Regions from separate parts of the Macaca mulatta genome. Here region 2 is linked to region 1. A link is a contact called in public Hi-C data. All regions are on one chromosome and are shown on one strand. Each heading gives the region's core, a stretch centred on a gene start, on an enhancer-like site or on the middle of the called end of the contact. The rest is flanking DNA. Distances are from core to core; before and after follow the strand shown.

Region 1 (3,689 bases), core at 700-3,199:
CGGCACGGTGGCTCACGCCTGTAATCCCAGCACTGTGGGAGGCCGAGGCGGGTGGATCACCTGTGGTCAGGAGTTTGAGATCAGCCTGGCCAACATGGTGAAACCCCATCTCTACTAAAAATATAAAAATTAGCCGAGCATAGTGGCACACGCCTGTAATCTCAGCTACTCAGGAGGCTGAGGCAGAAGAATCACTTGAACCCAGGAGGTGAAGGCTGCAGTGAGCCGAGATGGCACCACTGCACACCAGCCTGGGCAACAGAGCAAGACTCCATCTCAAAAAAAAAAAAAAAGTGCTTAGAATAGTGCTTGTTACATGGTGGTATTATTATGAGGGGTGAGGTGATAGATATTACTGGGAGACGTTTTAAGGAGTGCTGAGAAGAGTGGGTTCTCATTCTCATTTGGGAATGTGGAAGGAGATCACCCCACAGGCTGCCCTGTGCCAACTGGAGCAGCCACATCAGAGCAAACTCGGCTGGAAGTCGGGCTGAGCTTGCCTTTCTCCAGCCCTTCGTCAGCAGCCGTCCGTTCCCATGTGTCCAAAGGGGCTCAGGAGCACTGGTCAAGCATCTCGCAGGAAAATTTCGAGGGGCTTATCTTAGAGATGGGGGCCACTGAGCTGCTGTAGTGGGATGGGGGCGCATACAAGTCAAAGCCAGGTCTCAGGACGGTCCGCATTGCCACGAGCCAAGGTAGCGCAGACAGCAAGGGAGACCACTGGATCTCAAAAGCAGAAAGAGAATCACCCATGAGTGACTCTAGCCCAGTATCAGACATCAGCCACCAGTGCCAGCAGGAGACCCTGGAGGAGGACCTGTGTCTCCTTAGCAGTCAGCAACTCGGGCAGGCCCATGGGCCCAGCAGCTCCAGGACAGAAACGAGCAGAGATGGAGAGGCCACAGGATAGATCCAAGAACCGTCCACAGCCCACTCGTCCCATGCAACTAGATGCCAACTTCTGCAAATCCGAAAGACTGAGCATGTGTCTAAAGTGGACTGTTTACCATTTAAATGAATAAATCCAACTATGCTTCATAGATTAGACTAAAATATGACCCCCATCCAATTGTCCAACCCTCCCTCGCACCACTGTCCAGAGGGATGGGAACTTATAAAGGCATTTCATAGAACTGAAGAAATCACTTTTTTTTTTTTTTAACATTTGAATGTGGTGAGAGTAAACGTGTGACTCTGCCTGTTTTCCTCCCGCCCGCACCTCTTTAAGCCCCGAATTGGATTACAGGTTAACACCCTGCCACGCACGTCTACGGACATCCCCACACCCACACGTGCACAAGCTTGTGTCTAAACCTTGCTTCAGGAACAAACCAGAAGAGTTTTGGGTTCTAAGGTAAACAGGAGAGAAAAAAAAGAAACTTTCTAAAAAAAGACTCGCCCCTGGTAAGTTTATTTTAAAAGCAGGGAGAATACTGCTACTTGCATAAACGGGCTTCGAAGGTACACCTTCTCCCTGCTCCCTCTATGGCTAATCAAGGGAGGAGTTGAAGGAATCAAACAATTTGTCAATAAAAACATATTGTTTACTCACTTTGTAGAATACAGCCTATGCTTTGGAGCCTATTAGGTAAACTACAATTTTTTAAAAAACTTTCAGGGATATAGGGAACGAAGCAAAGAACAACGGAAATCCCGATGCCTCAGTATTGAGACTTGCTGGAGGTCACCCCACCCGTGGGGACTGGGGACCCCACTCAGCGGTGAAGTCAGATAGTGTTGTCCTCAGGCTGTTTTTCCATTTCCTTGATAAATACCCAGGGTTTCTTTGCCAGCCGTAAAGCTCCTAGCTCAAAGCAGGCTGGTGACTTCAGAGGGCTCCGCTGGGACCGGAAGGTCACTGGAGCCACTGGTGAAAATCATGCTGTCACTACCAACCCAGAAGGCCACCTCTCAGTGTGCCAGGTGCCACCTCCTGCAGCACACACATGTGCACACACACACACACGCGCGTGTGCCTGTGTACACCTCCCCCAGGGGCTGCAGCCAAGACGGGCATCCCACATCAGAGGGATGAATGGCAGGTCTGTCCCGCCAGCTGTGTGCTCTCTCCTATCCGAAAGCCGCAGAGACTCAGACGGCAGAGCCTGGAGGAGCCCACGCAGTCTGTTCCCGGCACCCGGTGCGTGTGAAGGGACTTGAGGACAGCGAGATGGAATCAGAAAGAGAAGTCATCAACCTTCAAGTAAGTTCTCTCTGGAAGAGAGGCCGAGGGGAAATCGGGAGTAGAGGTGAAGCTGGAAGAACAGAGGGTTGATACTTTAGCCACTTGATAGTCTCCCTCCCCGTTCTCTTTCTCACTCACCCCCGTCTCCAAACGCTCCCTAGACTTTGTCTCTTTATTTTCTCTTTCTCTCCATTTCCCTGTCTGGTTCTTCACTTGTTTTGAAATATCTGAAAAACAGATTGGTTAAATCCCTTTTGGCCTCTGCTTCCTCGTCAGTCAAAAAGCTAATTAGCTCCGTATTACCAGAAAACGATTTCACATTCTGAGCTGTGCTTTCCCCAAGCCCCAGGACAGCAGACACTTCCCTCCGAGCTGCCGGGCAGTTCTTTGGAGACAGGAAAGATACGAGTTTTGAGGCTAGGAAGAGAGGCAGCTGGCCAACTTGGCATTTTACAGGTTGGAAAAAACTTGAGCCGTTTCTCGGCTGTCATCACAAAGCTCTACTGTGTGGGACAGAAAGCGTCTCATTCGGACAGTTGCAAGGAAAGGAAATCAGTCTAATCTCCTAGGAAGAGGCAGAGATGTGTGTCCCTCTCTAGCTGGAATGGGCTTGGAAGGCATCGGAGGTTCCAGTCCACCACTGGAGGGGAAAGGGGTGGGATGTTACGGTGAGAGGAGAGCCAGATTGCTGGGAGCTGTACTCCGACTCCCTGTCAACAGGTAGAATAGAATCAACCCTTCTATGACCACTGCTGTAACCACTGTGTAACATTTCAGAGAATCAAACAAAGTGTGGAAAAGGACTTTTGAGATCAAGAATTTCTGATCCTTGAACCTGGTCCTCGAACAAAATCTTAGGCAGCCACCCAATATAGACTTCAGATTAAAGAAGAGCTCTTTTGTTGAAGCAGAGTATGTGCATGCGTCTCTCTCTCTCTCTCTCTCTCTCTCTCTCTCGTTCTCTGTGTGTGTTTTGGGCAGGTTGGCGTGAGTCTGGCAGAGTCTCCGTCCTTGGCCCCTCCACCATTGAGGCACCACGAGGGAACTCGCAGGACTGCTTGGTGTGCTGTATCAAAACCATTCACCAAGTACAACTGCATACCCAGTGTTGTTCTCCTGGATTGGCAGCCAGCCCCGACAGCGGTCCCACCGCGAGGCTTGCTGGTCCCTCTGTCTGGAACCTTCTTTCCCTGGCTTATCTCCTGACTGGCCCTTCCTAGTACATTCAGGTCTCAGCTCAAATGCTACTTCCCCAGGGAGACCTCCTCTGACCAACCTCTTTACAGGATGCCTCCTCCCCAGTTTGTCTTTATCATTTGTTTAATTTCTTTCACAGCACTGCTCACCACCTAAAGTTACATCGCTTATTTATTTAGTATGTATTGCCTGTCACTCTCACTAGGACACAAGATCTCTGAGATCAGGGCCTCCCTGTTTTATTCACTGCTGCAGCCCTCGTGCATGAGGCAACTCTTGGTACACACTAAGTGCTTTAGAAAACATT
Region 2 (3,689 bases), core at 852-3,351, 160 kb before region 1:
AAAATCAATCCCATCCACGAATGGATGGTCCCAGAGATCAGGTAGTCCAACCCCTTGTTTTACATGTACATGGGGAACTGAGACCCAAAAAAGGTTAGCTATTTGCCCAAAATCACAGTTGGTCAGAGGCAGCACTGGGAGTAGTCACAACTTCTACTCCAAGTCTAGCACTCTTTCTACTAAATAAACCCTCCTGTTGGCATAAGCCTCTGAAGCTCAGAAACTGAAAATTTCTTTTTAAATGTAAAAAGAAAAAGAACTTAGATAATGTGCAATTAAAGAAAAAATACGCTGCCTGGCTGGAAGAAGGGAAATGTGGAGTAACTGCTTAATGGGCACAGAGTGTTCTTTTGAGATGATGAAAATGTTTAGTAACTTGATAGATGTGGTACTTACAAAACATTGTGAATGTACTAAGTGCCACTGAATTGTACATTCTAAAACGGTTAATTGTATGATATTCAAATTTCAAGTCTATTTAAAAAAAATAAGTCTAAATTTATTTCAATTTTTAGTTACACTTAGTACATTCACAATGTGTACACTTAGTTACACATTGTGAATGTACTAAGTGTAATGTACTAAATGTACTAAAATGTTTAGTAACTTGATAGATGTGGTACTTACAAAACATTGTGAATGTACTAAGTGCCACTGAATTGTACATTCTAAAACGGTTAATTGTATGATATTCGAATTTCATGTCTATTTAAAAAAAATAAGTAAATTTATTTCAATTTTTAATCCAAATTTTCTTTTTTCTTTTTTTGAGATGGAGTCTCACTCTGTCACCCAGGCTAGAGTGCAGTTGGCTCACTGCAACCTCCACCTGCAGGGTCAAGCGATTCTCTTGCCTCAGCCTCCTGAGTAGCTGAGATTACAGGTGCCCGTCATCACACCCAGCTAATTTTTGTATTTTTAGTAGAGACAGGGTTTTACCATGTTGGACAGGCTGGTTTCGAGCTGACCTCAGGTGATCCTGACCTCAGATGATCCACCCACCTCGGCCTCTCAAAGTGCTGGGATTACAGGTGTGAACTACCACACCCGGCCTTAATCCAAATTTTCTAACTCATATATTCCCATCTTATTTTTCAGCTATGGGTGTTTTACCTGCTTCAATGTAAATACACATACAGAACAAAGGTAGAAACTCAAAAGGTCCAAAAAGCATGTATTTTGGAGTTAATTCCCATTCCTTCCCAATTTGGCTCTCCAAATGCTGCCAATGGTCCTAGTTACTCATTCTTCCAGAAATGAATATGAATGTTTTCAACCTACTTGCTTAGGAATCTGTATACATTCTCAATCAGAATTCTTAAATTCTGAAATTTTTCTTTTCTCATTCTCTCTACTTTTTCATTTTTATTTTTGAGATGGAGTCTCGCTGTGTCACCCAGGCTGGAGTGCAGAGGCACGATCTCGGCTCACTGCAACCTCCACCTCCTGGGCTCAAGTGATTCTCTGCCTCAGCCTACAGAGTAGCTGGGATTACAGACAAACCCCTTTTAGATAATTAAATCTAACTGGGTATTCTCACTACTGTGTCATCCTCTTTTAATATTTTCTGTCTTTTTTGTGCCTTCTGTTGCTCATTTCTTTATAGTTATTATTCCTGTCAATTTAGTCTGTTGTTTAACCATTAAACCATTTAAGTTTGAATTTTAATGTTCACATTTCTAGAAGTTCTTCAGAAGCTTTTAAATTATGCCTGTCTTTTTTTTCTTTGATGGTGTCTTATTCCTTCAATTCCTTCTTTTCTTTTATACACTTCATATACACTTACATATATCTTTACTGACATCATTATGTAAATAATTGTAATCACTTTCAGACTTGTCCATAATATCTTTAATTGTTGAAGTGCTATTTTCTGGTTGTGTCTATTCACCTTCATTGGTATGATCTGTAATTTAATTGTGAGGTCATCTTCTCTGGAAACTGTTTTGCCTCTGGACAGTGACCAAGGAACTGTGAAAATGTCCCTGGGAGTTTTCTTTCAGTTCCTGATCAATTATGATGTACGTTCTTTGGTTTGGGACTCCTGTACCAAGTAGATGGTATAAATTTATGTTACAGCGCCATCTACATATGAGATGGAAGAATACCAAACAGGCTGGGCACCGTGGCTCATGCTTGTAATCCCAGCAGTTTGGGAGGTCAAATCGGGATAAGGCCAAATCGCGATGAGCTCAGGAGTTTGAGAGCAGCCTGGGCAGCAAAATATACACTGTCTCTACCAAAAAAAAAAATAATTTTTTTTAATTAGCCAGGTATGGTGGTGAGCAACTATAGTCCCAGGTACTCGGGAGGCTGAGGTGGAAGGATTCCCTGGGCCCAGGAGTTTGAGGCTGCAGTGAGCTATGATTGTGCCGCTGCACTCTGTCCTGGGCAACAGAGTGAGACCCTGTCTCCAAAAAAAAAAAAAAGAAGATTACAGAATAATTAAGAACACTGGTAGCATCTGATGGGAATTTCTATTTTTCATAGGTCTCCCCTCTTATCCACAGTCTTCTGCACACAGGTAAAATTCCTTGCAGCTTTCACTGGCTAGGGCATTAAGGTCTCTCTTTTCATGGATAATTCAGTTTTTTGACACAGGCTACGTTCTAGCTCCCCTCTCTACCTAGTTCTAAGGCTTTCTGTCCTTGCATGGACATTAAAATTAGCATCAACTTCTCAACCAATATGTGGTCTAAAATCCCAGAGTATAAGTTCCTGTTTTGGCTTCGAGTTATCTCTGCTTATTATCTGGAGGTTAACCTCTCTTTCCTTAAAGCTTAGATATGTATTGGAAAAAACTTTTATTATATTCCACATTTCAGTTTGTTGCTGGGGGACAGCCATTCCACGGGGGCTTACCCCACTATGTTACCCAAAGCCCCTCAGTATAGTTTTTTAAACAAGTAAACCATTGTATTTTAGAGTAATCTTAGGCATGCCAGACAAACAGTTGACAACCAACTAAGTATCCAAACCAATGGAAAGAATCTCAAGATGTACACATAATTACTACCACATAATTCTCCTTAATTCATTCAAACGCTTATCATTCAGTATTAGGTACTTCCACTAGAATGTGATATATAGCACTTGTTCATAGTGCTAGGTATATAGTGCTAGTTAGCACATTCTAGTGGAAGAAAAGAGAATATCAAGAAGCCTATCTAACAAGGATAAAGGTATTGCCATAAACAAGTGTGGAAGTTGGATAAAGAAATTAGAATTTGCAGGACAGAAATGATCTGTTAATGTTTCAACATGTTAACTGTAAGCATTTCAGAATACATGCAAGTGACTATATCCAGGTGCTATAACACTGTATTCCAATGATCTGGAATTAATCAGCTCAGCAGTATTAACTTTAACAATTAATAAAGAATATATCGCCACAGTGACAATTTTAAAATATCGAATTTCACCAAATAAAAAATTTATACAAGATAACTTAAAACAGGTTCTTCTCTGGGTAAAAATAGATCCTCTAAGACACCAGGGGTCCCCAACCACTAGACCACAGGTTGATACCAGTCCATGGCCTTTTAGGAACTTGGCCACATAGCAGGAGGTGGGTGGCAGGCAAGGAAGCAAAGCTTCATCTGTATTTACAGCTGCTCCCTCATTGCTCGCATGACCACCTGAGCTCTGCCTCCTGTCAGCAGCATTAGATTTCTCATAGGACCATGAAC

The links. Hi-C and Micro-C count contacts between places; a contact is called where the count stands out from the background.
Region 2: a contact with region 1 is called in a Hi-C map of CD4 T cells, with 2.6 times the contacts expected there. The contact joins the enhancer-like site here to the promoter of NINJ2 in region 1. A contact is called at or near these places in 2 of 14 Hi-C or Micro-C datasets (CD4 T cells and cortical neurons).

Annotation. Positions count from the first base shown.
Region 1 is chr11:1,439,005-1,442,693 of T2T-MMU8v2.0, reverse strand. NINJ2 (ninjurin 2) reads left to right here and starts at 1,949. Exons shown (of 4, transcript XM_015150712.3): 1 at 1,949-2,203. The coding sequence starts at 2,036.
Region 2 is chr11:1,597,028-1,600,716 of T2T-MMU8v2.0, reverse strand. The region is part of intron 2 of WNK1 (WNK lysine deficient protein kinase 1); the gene reads right to left. Among named protein-coding and RNA genes, the nearest start is that of WNK1, 64 kb to the right of the region's middle. Within about 2 kb of position 2,101, at least 4 of the 40 cell types and tissues checked have an H3K27ac peak or open chromatin away from gene starts, as enhancers often do. A contact at or near this core is called in CD4 T cells, where this site is marked.